2 separate regions of the Sus scrofa genome follow, and region 2 is linked to region 1. A link is a contact called in public HiChIP or PLAC-seq data. All regions are on one chromosome and are shown on one strand. The core of a region is the stretch at or near the end of the contact, and the rest is flanking DNA. Distances in the headings are between cores, read along the strand shown.

Evidence for each region. HiChIP or PLAC-seq counts read pairs in DNA pulled down with a chosen protein or histone mark.
Region 2: a contact with region 1 is called in an H3K27ac HiChIP or PLAC-seq map of alveolar macrophages. The contact joins two enhancer-like sites. A contact is called at or near these places in 1 of 47 Hi-C or Micro-C datasets (embryonic fibroblasts) and 1 of 2 datasets of contacts at active chromatin or transcription factors (alveolar macrophages).

The regions. Positions count from the first base shown.
Region 1 is chr12:10,030,412-10,037,623 of Sscrofa11.1, forward strand. No RefSeq gene overlaps it. Among named protein-coding and RNA genes, the nearest start is that of KCNJ2, 320 kb to the right of the region's middle. Within about 2 kb of position 5,225, at least 10 of the 83 cell types and tissues checked have an H3K27ac peak or open chromatin away from gene starts, as enhancers often do. A contact at or near this core is called in alveolar macrophages, where this site is marked.
Region 2 is chr12:10,308,398-10,315,307 of Sscrofa11.1, forward strand. No RefSeq gene overlaps it. Among named protein-coding and RNA genes, the nearest start is that of KCNJ2, 45 kb to the right of the region's middle. Within about 2 kb of position 1,989, at least 1 of the 83 cell types and tissues checked has an H3K27ac peak or open chromatin away from gene starts, as enhancers often do. A contact at or near this core is called in alveolar macrophages, where this site is marked.

The DNA.
Region 1 (7,212 bases), core at 3,975-6,474:
CCTAAATCCATTATCTTTAATCAGCTCATGAGGTCTGAAGTCTTAACTCTTAAGTATCATTGCGGAAAGCAATGGAAATGTATTGAGGGTAAAATGTATTTCATCTGCCTTAGATCTTTCAGAAACCTTCATCAGCTATAGTAATCTGTCTCTCTAAATGCATCTATTTTAATCCGAATTACCAGGAACCCTTACCATATCTACTGAATCTCCTCTGATAATACTCTAGTCTGTGAGTTAATTCCATATGTGGCAGCAGGATACAAACATTTCAAGAACCACCTCTATTACATGTTTAGTAAGCAAGCATGTTACATATATTATCTTAGAATATTCCATATATTATCTTAGAAAAAGAAAGAAAGAAAGAAAGAAAGAAAGGGAAGAAAGAAGAGGAAAGAAAAATCTATTTGCAAGGTAATTTTTATTTCCACCTTTTTTTTTTTTTGAGGAAAGTAAAGCAAAGAAAATTTAGATTAAATTATTTTTTCCCAAAAGTATGCAGTCAGAGTTATGAAAGCAGAACTTGAATCTCTATCTCCCTAACTCCAAAGCCTATTATTATTCCATCATAGTAAACATTTAAAAGATAATTTTAATAATGTTTCCCTTGGACAGTTGTTAGGATAATTAAGGTGTTTATAAAGTACTTAACTTGGTGCTGAAAGATGGTAGCCATTTAATAATGGTATACAGATTTTGGTACCCAGAAGTGGGGTGCTGCTGTATGCTACACATATCTAAAAATGGAAAACTGGCTTTCAAATCAGATAAGGAGCAGAGCCTGGAAGAGGGGAGAAGAACATGGGGGGAGGGGACATGTTTCCACTTAGAAAATTTTGAAATCATTATCAACAAACCATGGATAAAAAGATAGTCCTTAAAGATACTGCAGGTGAAAACACAGAAGGAGACAACAGAGACAACTTTTATCACCTTAGACAAAAACTCCATCCTCATAAATAGATTTTGTGTGGAAATAGGAGTGTTAAATCATTGCTGTTAAGGGCTCAGGAAGGCAATGAAGACAGTGTTACTGGAAACTGGAGGAAAAAAAGACTTTTCCTATATAGTGACAGAAACTTCAGTTAGATTTTATCTTGACATTAGGTAGAAGGCAAAACCTGGAAAGGATGAATATGGCTATTTATCTGAGGCAATTTCCAAGCAGAGTGTTGAGGATACAAGCTGGTTTCATCTTGCTGCTTCTAGTAAAACAGGAGCGGCAGAAGGTAAGTTGAAGAAAGAACTGTGAAGCACAAAGGAACTAGACCTTGATGATTGGGAAATGCTCAGCCTGCCCAGATTTCAAAATATGCTTCATTTAGGAGATCCATGGCCAGCAAAGTATGCTCTGGAGAGAAAGCCAAGAATGTGGCTGGAAAACATTCTCCTAGCGCCTCAAAAGGACCAAAAGGTCAGGACATTCAGTCACATCAGAACCTCTTTGCAGAGATTAAGTGCATGAACGACAAATCCCATCATCCATGTCAACAGGGGCCAGGGATACAGATGTGCTTATCTAATAAAAATCTGTGAAGAAACCTCTTGTCTAATGAATTGAATCCCCCAATACAAATGGGAGATTCACACGGGTTTTTTAGAATGTTATATCATTGGAAACACCACCAGCTTGGACGGAAAGGGACAAAGAGAAGATTAAATGAAGGAAGGCTATCTGAACCCCAAACGTCTACAAGGCAGGAAACAGGGTGATGAAACCATTTGGTTCTAAGGATAGTCTATCTTTCACAATAAAGGAAGGATGACTCGAGAGCAGAGCCATAGGTCAGAGGACAGGCAGTCAAGCACAGAGGATTATTCCCAGGACTTGAACTCTAATAGAGTTTGCCCAGCTTAATTTCCAAAATTGCTTGGGACTGGTGACTATTTTTTCCTTCCATTTTATTAAAGTGCTTGGCAAAAAAAAAAAAATTAAAAAAAAAATGGAGTTCCCGTCGTGGCGCAGTGGTTAACGAATCCGACTAGGAACCATGAGGTTGCGGGTTCGATCCCTGCCCTTGCTCAGTGGGTTAAGGATCCGGCGTTGCCGTGAGCTGTGGTGTAGGTTGCAGACGTGGCTCGGATCCCACGTTGCTGTGGCTCTGGCGTAGGCCGGTGGCTACAGCTCCGAATGGACCCCTAGCCTGGGAACCTCCATATGCCACAGGAGCGGCCCAAGAAATAGCAAAAAGACAAAAAAAAAATAAATAAATAAATAAAGTGCTTGGGACCAGTGACGATTTATTTGTCCTTCCACTTTATTCCTTTGGATGAAGACTATTTAAAATTATTAATGATTATCCTATGTCTGCCCCACCATTGTAAGTTGGGAGCAGATAATGTTTTGTCCCAGTGTCACAGGCTCACAGATGGGGAGGAATGTTGCCTCGTGATGGATTATACACAGAGCCTCACCTCTACCTCATGTAGATGATTTAGATGATGTGATTTGGGACTTTGGAGCCATAAGACTCAGAGGAGATTTTGGATTATATTTGATGCTGTGATGGGTTGAGACTTTGGGGGTCATTGGGTGGAGACGAATGTATTTTGTTTGTGAGATGGACATGCATCTTTGCACAAAGCATTCAAATTATGCAGGAGGTTGAATCATTGGCTCCCCGAAGATATCATATCCTAAACCCTGGAACTGAAGAATATGTTACCTTTAAGGTAAAGGAGATTTTGCAGATGTGATTAAGTTAGGAGCTTGCGACAGGGAGATTATTCCAGACTACCCAATGCCCCAGTGTAAGAGTGGAATGTAGAGTCAGAGTGGGCGAAGGTGACATGATGGCAGAGGCGGAGGTTGAAGTGATTTGCTTTGAACATGCACACAAACCAGAGGATGCAGGGGATCTTGGGAAGCCGGAAGAGTTAAGAAAACATATCCTCCCTGAGCTCTTCTAGAGAGAACACGGCTCTGCAGATACCTTGATTTTAGCCCAGAAAACCCATTTAAGACCTCTGACCTCCAGAAATGGAAGATAATAAATTTGGATTGTTTTACACCCCTGGGTTTGGGGTAGGTTATTACAGCAGTAATAAGAAACTAATATGGCATCATCATAATAGCTGTTATTGCCATGCATTTTAATGTGTACACTCAGCCACTGTATTATATATTTTTCTCAAATACAGTATTCTGATTTTTTTCTTAGAAAATATTGAGCAGAAGGGGAAAATTTCAAGAAGGGCCCTCATTTAGTTTTTTGTCTGATGTATCTTGTTACAATAAAGTGAAATATACATTAAATGGCCTCAAACGGACTGGTTAAAAGATTTAATATTTGCTATTTATAACAGTTTATAAAAATATTTTGACCTCTGTCAGTTCAAACTTCTAGATAATATTTTGCTTCCAGTAATCACTTTCCCCCTTGAAATCTGCAATTCTAATCTAGGGATTTGGGTTACTACAATAGCAGCATTGCTACCAATTTTTCTAAAATGTGAAATTGAAATTGGATTTTACAAGGAGATTTTTATTTGGCTTAACCAAATTGATAGAAATGTGCTAAAAATGAACTTCTAAAAGAAATGTGTACATGCTTTGGGGATTGGTGTAAATTTTGGAGCCATATGGCTTAATACTTGAAGCATTCTTTTAAAAACTTCTTAGATTATACATTCCTAACATCACATATTTTGAGCACAACCTACAGTATGTAAATTTTTATATTTATAAACTTTATAAGCTTACAATATTATGCATTTTGTATATGACACACAAAAACAATTTTTAAAGAAAGAAACACCCAAACTGAAATGAACCTCTTTCAGATTTTCCTCTCACACCCAAGTAGACCATCTGATACACCTGCAGAGATGTGCACAGCCAATTTGGAGGCTACTGGTTGTAACGTTTGGATGGGAGAGACAAGGAGACCTGCTTGGGGACCAACTGCTTTCCTACCAGGCACTGCATTCTCTGACAGATTGGATTGGTTGAGTGAGTGAATTAATTCATTTAAAGTACATCACGTATTTAGCACTGTTCCTGGAAATTAGAAAGTGCTCAACCAACATGAAGGTGGTAGCTGTGGTTATTACTCTAATATTTGCCTTAAAAACAGAGCAGACTTTTTGCTTGTGTTTCTTCTGGGTTTCAGCCTTGTTTGGGGAAAAGAAATTGGGTGACTTTTGGGGTAAGCAAAGAGTCATCATTTCTCGTGGGAAATGAATGTATTTGTCATTTTCACCATCTCTCTCCACTAACTCTGTGGAACCTATTGTTCTGATCAGTCTGCCTTGCACCACCAGCATTTGGGATTTGACTGTGCATTTGCACGTGTAGATTTGGTGATGTATGTTTTGTGTTTGCATGTGTTTTTCCACGAGCGACTTCTGGAGAACAAGAAAACATTTTCAGCTCTATATAACTTCAGTCCCATCCCTTACATAAACTAAAACATAAAAACTTTTTTTTTTTTTCCTAATTTTTATTTCTACAGCCACACCTGCAGCATATGGAAATTCCTGGGCTAGTGGTCGAATTGGAGCTGCAGCTGAGGCCTACGCCACAGCCACGGCAAAGCCAGATCTGCCCCAGCTTGTGGCAATGCAAGATCCTTAACCCACTGAGCAAAGCCAGGAATGGAACTCACATCCTCACGGAGACTATATTGGGTTCTCAACCCACGGAGCCACAACGAGAACACCCATAAAAGCTTTCTTAACCAAAGTCTGTATTAGAGAAAGCATTTCCTAAGACGATAGGATACTGTCTGTTCAGGTAGAGGCATAGCTTCTCACTCATGAAAAACAAAGTTTCATGTTTTAAGGCATTCTCTGTTTTCTTCTCCATCTCTCACATCTTCTAGGTTCTTCTCACCAAGCATAATCAACACACCTTGCATTTATTTATAAATATTATATTCCCTTATTTTCACTGAACTCACCCTCTAATAATAGTATGCAATTAGTGAAGTGCTCTTCCATTTGTTAAAAGGCATTGCGTAAGTCCACTTAGTAGCAGCCTGAGAATTTCGTGAGAAGAGTCTAAGCAATGTGAGTCTAAGCAATTTGTATTCCTTTGTATTGTGCAACTACCACTTGGTCCTTTCACTTCCCACCCCTCCTACACACACACCCACTCAGGGCAGTCAGGTGTAAAATTAGAAAGGAAAAAAAATAATACAAGCACGGAAGATATGAGATAACGTTTCTAAAAATAATTCTCGTAAGAAAAGCAGTCCACTCTGAAACCAACAAGAGGGTGTGAAGTCCTCTCCAGGCTGAATTTCTCAATTATTCTTCAGTGGTGCTGCCCACAGTAGCCTACTAGGACCTCACATTTCCCAATAACTTCCCCGTGTCACTTACGGTTTTATAAGATTGCCTAATAGGAGATGCGAGTTTCTTTTTATATTCCAGAGAAGTACGTGTTCCCACTACCCTTCCTTCATTGTGTATTTCTTCCTCTTACGTCTCTGTTGAGCCCTGTCCACCAACGCAGGACCAGCCTCCAGGAAAGTGAAATTTACAAAATGTTCTTAGGCGTCTCCGAGCCCAGGTACCTTTCCACGGCAAGCAGATGTAAAAGCATAATTAAGCCCATTTTCCGTGTCTGCTAAATAATTAAAACGAGGATAGGTTGGCGAGAAGTTACAAGGAAAGAGAATTGAGATCCCAGTGGGGGAAACGTGTTCCACAATAAAAGCTGCCCCAGAATAAGAAGACTGACTTGGGGGAGGACCAAAAACAGTTCCTGGGGGATGACTTTTAAGGACCACTGGAGATGGATTGTACAGAATATGGAAGCTGGAACACAGGAAGTTAACACATCTCTCTATCAGCTGTCTATCTACGATTATACTTACTTAAAAAGTAATGCTTTCCATTGTAATAGGTAAATCAGAGGCGTGGAAAGAAGAAAACCCACACACAAATTTCCCTTTTCCTGTCCCCTGAATCCCAGGATAAATACTTTTTTTGGGGGGGGGAATGTTTCATCGTATACTTTTACTTTTTTTTTTTTTCCTTTTCTTTTGAGGGCTGCACCTGTGGCATATGGAGATTCCTGGGCTAGGGGTCCAATCGGAGCTGCAGCTGCCAGCCTACACAACAGCCACAGCAATGCCAGATCTGAGCCGCATCTGCGACCTCAGCTTTCTGCAGCGCTGGATTCTTCACCCACTGAGCAAGGCCAGGGAACGAACCCGCATTCTCATGGATACTAGTCAGGCTCTTAACCTGCTGAGTCGCACTGGGAACGCTGATCCTATGGTTTTAACATATCTTTTTCCTTCGCTCTCTGGGAGTAGTTCACCTAATTACATCTTACGATGGCAGTTAGAGGGATCACGCTGAGCACAGGGCACCACTCCAGTGCCTAGAACCTTCTAAGCAGTGTCCAGTTTCTCCCCCTCACATGGCATTGAAAGCAAAGCCCAGGGATGGGCTGGCCTCCTCCCTACCACCCTGAGTGCCTCTCTGCCTCTCTGCCTCACCTCCTCAATTTCTCCTCCGCTGTCCCCCGCTATCTCCCTCAAACACACCAGGCGCCTTCCAGACCCGAGTTCCTGGAAGTGTCTGTTCTCCCTGTTTGGGTCACTGCTTTCTCTGGCATCCATGCGACTTATGGCTCCGTGTCTTTATGTCTTTACACAGATATATTTTCTCAACAACTCCTTGGTTTTCCCACCTTGTTGTTCTGCCTACTTAACATATAGGGATGCAGGGAGATCCCAAACCTGCACCACTGCTATAGCATCCTTCCCAGACACCTGTGCAGGTTTGTCTTTAATTCGGCAGATGGATAGGAGCTATGCTATATAACTCATGTTCTCACTGCATACCATTTTAAAATTCGTTTTAACCTGGAGTTGGATCATCGAAGCTTCCACTTGGGAGATCTCTCTCCGTCGTCGTCTCATTATTAAGGATTCTCAGGTTGCCATTTCTGCTGCCCAGCAGCCTCTAATGGCATGCCCTTCTCTAGTCTGGTGGGTCCTGGGTTATGCTTTATTCTACTCTCCTTCTGATCATTTTTTTTTTTTTTTCATTTTATGCCTGCAGTGAAGCATATGGAAGTTCCCAGGCTAGGGATCAAATCAGAGCTGCAGCTACAGGCCTACGTCACAGACACAGTAATGCCAGATCCAAGCCACGTCTGTGATCTATGCCACAGCTTGTGGCAACACGAGATCCTTAACCCACTGACCGAGGCCAGGGATCAAATCTGCATTTTCACAGACACTATGTTGG
Region 2 (6,910 bases), core at 739-3,238, 270 kb after region 1:
CCACGAGTGTTTAGATATATACATATATAGATGTATATAGATAGATAGATAGATATTATTCACCCAATGGACCAACTTCAACCAGAAGTTCATTTACCACATGTTTGTGTGGGCGTAGGGCATATACCTTTCTTACAGACGTTGGCAGTACGGATTTCTTAAAATTTCTTTGGGAAATTATTTTGTAAGAAAGACACATTTGAAAAGACACATGAAGGTAAAAACATAATCATAAAAGAAAGTCAACGATGAACCCCCCAGTTCTGAATGTGCCTTATGTATCCTGCGGGTCCTTCCGAGTACATTTGAAAAATGCTGCTTTGCCTTCTGGCTATTTCCCTGGCCACTGGAGGCCACTTCTTCCTCCTTGCCCTTCCCCACCCAGCTTCTCCTATCCCAGTGGACAGCTGGTATATGCTCACCAAATGCAAATTCATTTTAACATAACACAGGTTGGAAGGTAAATTAGTACTCGAAAAGATATGCTTCTTAATTCAGCTTTGGAATTGTCATCCATTTGGCAATTTCTCTATTAATGTTCAGCTCCATTTATGTAGGTAAATAACAATCAGTGTATATATACATGTGTGTGTGAGAGAGAGAGAGAGAAGATGGATTACATCATTCTAGAGTTCAGGACTGGAGAATACACCTTTAATACTAGAGTGAGGAGTTCCCGTTGTGGCGCAGCGGAAACGAACCCAACTGGGAACCATGAAGTTGAGGGTTTGATCCCTGGCCTCACACTGTGGGTTAAGGATCTGGCGTTGCCGTGAGCTGTGGTGTAGGTCACAGAGCTGGCTCAGATCCTGCATTGCTGTGGCTGTGGCATAAGCTGGCAGCTGTAGCTCCCATTGGCGGGAACCCCCATATGCCACAAGTGCAGCCCTAAAAAGCAAAAAAAAAAAAAAAAAAAGTACTAGAGTGAACATTTAAACTCCACTAAGAATGAGAAATCACTCTATACTAAGAATGGGCAATCATTCCACCCAGGAAATTTTTCCTCTTTTCCCAACCGTTCCACATAAAATGTGCCTCAAAGATAGTGTTGAATAAATGATGGAATGAGGGAATATTTATCCAAATGAATGACGGAGGGAATGGCTTCCGTAGCAGCTGATGACTGGTTGAGTTGGTTTTCACTCTCCAGAGTAGACCTGCCTACAAGTTCTATGCTGATATCCTAAAGAGAGATCTATGTGACACAGTGTGTAGGTGATTGATTTGTTCTTACTGTTGGGGATCAGGAACCAGGTAACAGAAGCCAACCTATTAACAGGAGGGAGGAAGGTACGGAAATGGAGCTGTGTGAGGCTTTCTTTGAACCCATGCAAAAGTCTGACTAAAGGAGGAAATGGAAGAATGCAGACTTTGATACTACATATAGCATACTTATTTCAATATATTTAAGTATCACTGCACATCTCATTAAACCACCAGTGTGTGGAGCCTTGGATCAAGGAACAAGGTCTTGGGCACAGATCAGTCTCACCTGGTGTTTATTTCCTCTGATTCTTTGATGTCACTATTGAGGCATCACTCTGCCCTAAGGTGGGCAACTAAACCACTTGAGAGCCTTCTGATCTCATAATTTTCGAGCACTGACGGTGAAATCCTTGGAAAACATAAATTGATACTGTGATTGAGATATGGTTTTGAGCTCAGCTGCCTGTGGTCCTGCTTTTTTTTTTTTTTTTTTTTTCCTTTTAGTGTTTCCGCCTACTCTTCTGCAGTAACTTGCCAATTGGGAAGGTATCAAGAAAGAAGCTGTCATTCCCATTTGTTGCAGGATCACCTCCCCTAAACTGGCCAGGCTGGCTTTCTCTCGGCAGGCTAACCGAACTACCAGGATCCCTTTCCCTCCTGGCTCGCTCAGAAACTTCCACTCCCAGGAAGGAAGTAACCACACTTTTTGCAAAAGATTAAGTTGCTCATTTTACTATGTAAAATATGTCTTGATGTCACAATCATCGCTGAAATAGAAGTATATGTGAAGAATCATCGTTTCCTCTTTGTGTCACGAATGGAACTTTTGATGGCCCCGGACAAGTCAAGGGAAAGTTTTGCAGAAAAGAAAACTGCTTTCCGTCGAGGTTACTGGGGGGCAAGTGTGTTTGATTTCAAATCTGTTGGTTTCACCTTATCTCTTTCCAATTCTGATAAGGAAATAAGCAGTTGTTGCCTTCAACATGAAATGTCATGCTGTTTTAATTCCATTGGTTTCTGATACATAGCTTATTGCTGAGGATGGAGGTTGCTGGAAGACTTACTCAGAATCGGTTTCCTATTCGCCAAGAACCGGTTGTGGGGGGCAGCCTTGATGTGGGTTGGATCCTTTTTTTTTTTGGTCTGAGGCTAAATTGCCATCTTTGTTACTTAAAAAAAAAAAAAAAAAAAAAAGGAGACCGACATTGTGTCATTACCATTCAAATGCTTTAAATAAATGGTTAAAATTTTGGAAGTGTGGTTGACGGTTGCCTGTTCTGGCAGTGGATTCAGAAAGACGCTGGATATCGTTTGTATATTTGTCTGAAGATGAGATCGAGGATCCTCGAAAATCGAACCAAATTCAATTGCCCACAGCCCTGTCGTGATAACTACGTAATAGGTGACTTCCGTTATTACTTTTGTCACGTACTTAATATTCCTAATAAGTGGAGTGTGTTTTGGAAGCTCTCGTTGGGTCAGGGCAATGCAGAGCTCTACATGTTGCCTATACTGCTGCTGACCAGCCTCCAAAACTTCAGGGAGAGGAAGAAGGGTAAGTGCTCGCGTGTGGTGTATGATGTATAGAACAGAATGGAAGGTGGACGTCAAAAGTCATTCAGGGAAATGACCCTGTTTTTCCACATGGATCCATGGACTGGTGCTGATACAGCCGACCTCCTCAAGAAGTGTCATAATCGAGGGAGACTCTTGGTAGATAAATATGGTGCCACCCGCCTCCAGGCAGGGTGGCCTCGAAAGTGAACTTACCTTTGATTACAGATTAATGTTAGGAGACACATCTGTACCATCCAGCCTGGGCTCAACTTGACCCACTGGGGTTTTTTTGGAGGGATATATCATGGGTGATGAAACTTTATAAGAGGAGTTCCCGCAGTGGCTCAGTGGTTAATGAACCTGACTAGGATCCATGAAGCTGCAGGATCCCAGTGGGTCAAGGATCCAGCGTTGCTAAGAGCTGGGGGGTAGGTCACAGATGTAGCTCGGATCTCACGTTGCTGTGACTGTGGTGTAGGCTGGCAGCTTATCTTCCATTTTTGACCCGTAGCCTGGGAACTTCTTTATGCCTCGGGTGCGGCCCTAAAAAGAAAAAAGAAAAAAAAAAGCTTTAAAAGAAAATAAACAGGGGCCGAGTAAAAGCACATTAATGGCTCAAAATAAATTTTCTTCACATTTGAAAAAACAAAAACAAAACAAAGCCCTATCTGTAAACCTATCTCAAGTGGCAGAGTTTGATGTGAGGGAGTAAACAACATAATGATATTATTTCAGATCTTAGTATTTATTGCCCAGCTTAAAAATATATGCATAAAAATCACTCATTTTGATAAGCATATTAAGTACTTATCATTGCTTGATCAGAGAATCAGAAGAACAGATTGTTCCCTCTTTCTAGAAAGTTGTGTGCCTTTATTCTTAGTGATTTTAAGAAATCAAGAAAGAAAAGTGGTCAATTCAATGTGAGGCAGGTAAATGTACTCAGACAGAACAACGGCCCTTGGATTAGGTATTTTTGGCTGCTACTGGTTGAGGAAGGCCAGCCCTCAAAACCACTAGCAAGAGGGCATCCATGTCATCTATTTCAGATTTAGGAAAAAGTGGGAAACATGGGTTTTAGAAATGTAGGAGCATGGCGTTCCCATCATAGCTCAGCAGAAATGAACCCGACTGGTATCCATGAGGACACCGTTTCCATCCCTGGCCTCTCTCAGTGGGTAAAGGATCCCTTGTTGCCGTGAGCAGCGGGGTAGGTCACAGATGTGGCTCGGATCTGGCATTGCTGTGGCCGTGGCTCCGATTTGACCCCTAGCTTGGGAACTTCCATTTGTTGTGGGTGCGGCCCTAAAAAGACAAAAAAAAAAAAAAAAAAAAAAAAAAGTACAGAAAGAAATGTTAGAGCCTAACCATTTTACCGAGGCCAAGCTTAAATTACGTAAGATTGCATTTTCATCAGAGTCAGTGCTAACAGCAATTCAAAAGCCACTAATTTCCTCCCAGGATGCTGTGCTACAGTTGATTACATGACACCCGACTGCAAGGGATGTCGGGTATCATATTTACAAATATACCATGATTTGGTCTTATATGGTTCACTGAATACTTGAATTGTTGCTGGGTAGTTCAGGTACATGAGTTTGGAAACTGCCAAAGAGAAACAGAAAGGAACCCAATAACCTCCCACATTGAGAATATAGACAGAGGACATATGATAACCAGTGCTGGTTTGGGAACATGTTGGTAAATTTGTGCTCCTTTTGGTGAACCACAGAAGAGAACACACAGTAACACTGTGTTATGTAAACTACAGTGGCTGCAATAAGCAAGTCTGGACAATTCAGAGAAAGTGGCCTGGGGTTTGGTGTCTTATTGAGAAACTATGATTGGCCTTCAAGGAGTCATCAGGAGTACGGATACATGCTGCCAGACTGGATGCTAGAAAAAAGACACCCCACTGTATCTTAAGTCCAAAGATTTAGGTCTACCAGCAAAATACCTTCTGGAGTAATTAAAGCCTGATTGTTAGTGTCCTCCAGGCTTAGGCTCCAGTAACAGCTGCACAAATATTAAGTAGCTCGTTTGGCCAAGTCGCTGAAACTTTCTGATCTTCCTTTTCCATATGTGTGTGTGGAGGTGTTGTTTGTTTTGTTTGTTTGTTTGTTTTGGATATTAGGGCCACACTTGCGCCATACGGAAGCTTCCAGGTTAGGGGTCCATTCGGAGCTGCAGCTACCAGCCTATACCACAGCTCACAGCAATGCAGGACCCTCAACCCACTGAGCAAGACCAGGGATCGAACCCCCGTCCCCCTGGATTCTAGTTGGGTTCTTTACCACTGAGCCATGACGGGAACTCCTCCATGTGTGTTAACGGAAGATAGACAGGACAACCTAGTTCAAAGAGTTACTTGTGATACAAATGAATTTATTTATAAAACAGAAACAAACCCACAAACCGAAAACAAACTAAGAATTACCAATGGGGAAAAGGGATGGGAGGGGTAAATTAGGACTTTGGGATGAACAGATAAACCCTACTAAGTATAAAATAGATAAAATAACAAGGACCTACTGTATAGCACAGGGAACAATACTTAATGTCATCTAATTACCTATAATGGAAAAGAATCTGTAAAAGAATATGTATATGTAACTGGATCACTTTGCTGCACGCTCGAACTAATACAATATTGTAAATAAATTATATTTCAATTAAAAAAAAAGTTACTCTGGGTTGAATGAGATGTTCCAAGCACTGAGCTGTGAGCACTCAGTAATGTGTAGTTATGACGATTCTTGCTCCCAAGATTCCTGGGATGGAATGTGGCTTGTTTAAAAAAGAAAAGGAAAAAAAAAAAAAAAAAACTGAGAGGAAAGGTCTAGTCCTGGGGAATGGAAAAATTGAAATTTTAGTTCCTTATGACTCACTAACCACCAGGGAGTCATTTACAACTTATCTGTATGTTAGAAATGAGAACTATGTCAGTTCTTTTAACCCAACAAATTGCAGTTGGGATAAGCTGATGCAAAAGGAAACTGTCCCTCTGGCTAGAGAGTCTTTTACTCAATTTAAGATAAGTCTGAGTAAGCAGATCTGGTTAACAGTCTGTCGTACCGCTTAAATGCCAGCTATAAAATTAAACATCTAACCCCAAATAAAAGCATCATGGTTGGTGTCATTCATAGCAAGTGTTACTTGTCGACCCAGGAAGATCTGATTGGCTTAGCTTAAGTTTATTTGGTCTTGTTATCCATCCTTCAATTTCCTTCTTTACTTTTTTAAACTCTGTTTGGTTAGAAATGTGAGTGAATACGACTAAGAAAAGTCCGTGGATTTGCAGGAATAGGTATATCATCAGAATTCTTTCCAAAGCAAGGGTTGAGGTGGCCACGTGATTGAAAAAGAGAGGTGGCTGAGCTGTCTCAAGGTCCTCGTTTGCATAACAAGCCCTGAGCTTTATGCTCCCTCTTAAGAGCTTCTGTAGAAGGAGGGGTGCTGAAGTAATTTCTTATCCCCCCACTCCCTAGTCTACCCTTGACCCTCAGCGTTGTCCAGTGAAGCATGCGTGGTACCAGTGATCATATCATCTCGCCATTCCTGTTCTGAAGAAAACAGCCTCAGCCAAAAAGGCCTTTGTGGGAGGTAGAAAGACAGAGACCAATAGGCACTTTTCTGTGAAACTTGACATTTTTTTTCAAGCACCAAGCATTTCTATATCATCCATATTTTACGAAGGTAAAGAGCTGGAGAAGATTTTCTCAGAAAATGTCAAGAGGGGAGCTCCCATTGCGGCTCAGCAGGTTCAGTACCCGACCTAGTGTCTGTGAGCATATGGGTTCGATTCCAGGCCTCCCTCCGTAGGTTAAGGATCCGGTGTTGCTGCAAACTGCAACGCAGGTCAAAGATGTGGCTTGGATCCGGTATGGCCGTGGCCATGGCATTGGCCTGCTGCTGCAGCTCTGATTCGACCCCCAGCCCAGGACCCTCCATAGGCCACAGGTGCAGCCTTAAAAAAAAAAGAAAAGAAAATGTCAAGAGAATGATGGAGGGTGAAGAAGGTCAAGTTTAAACCTTAGGGAATCCTCTCGCTGAAAAAGCCTGAAAACACACTGCTATGGAAGAAGTTCCTTTTGAAATAAACAGTCTGACATATGGCACATCAGGTGGCATGGAAAGAATCTAAACC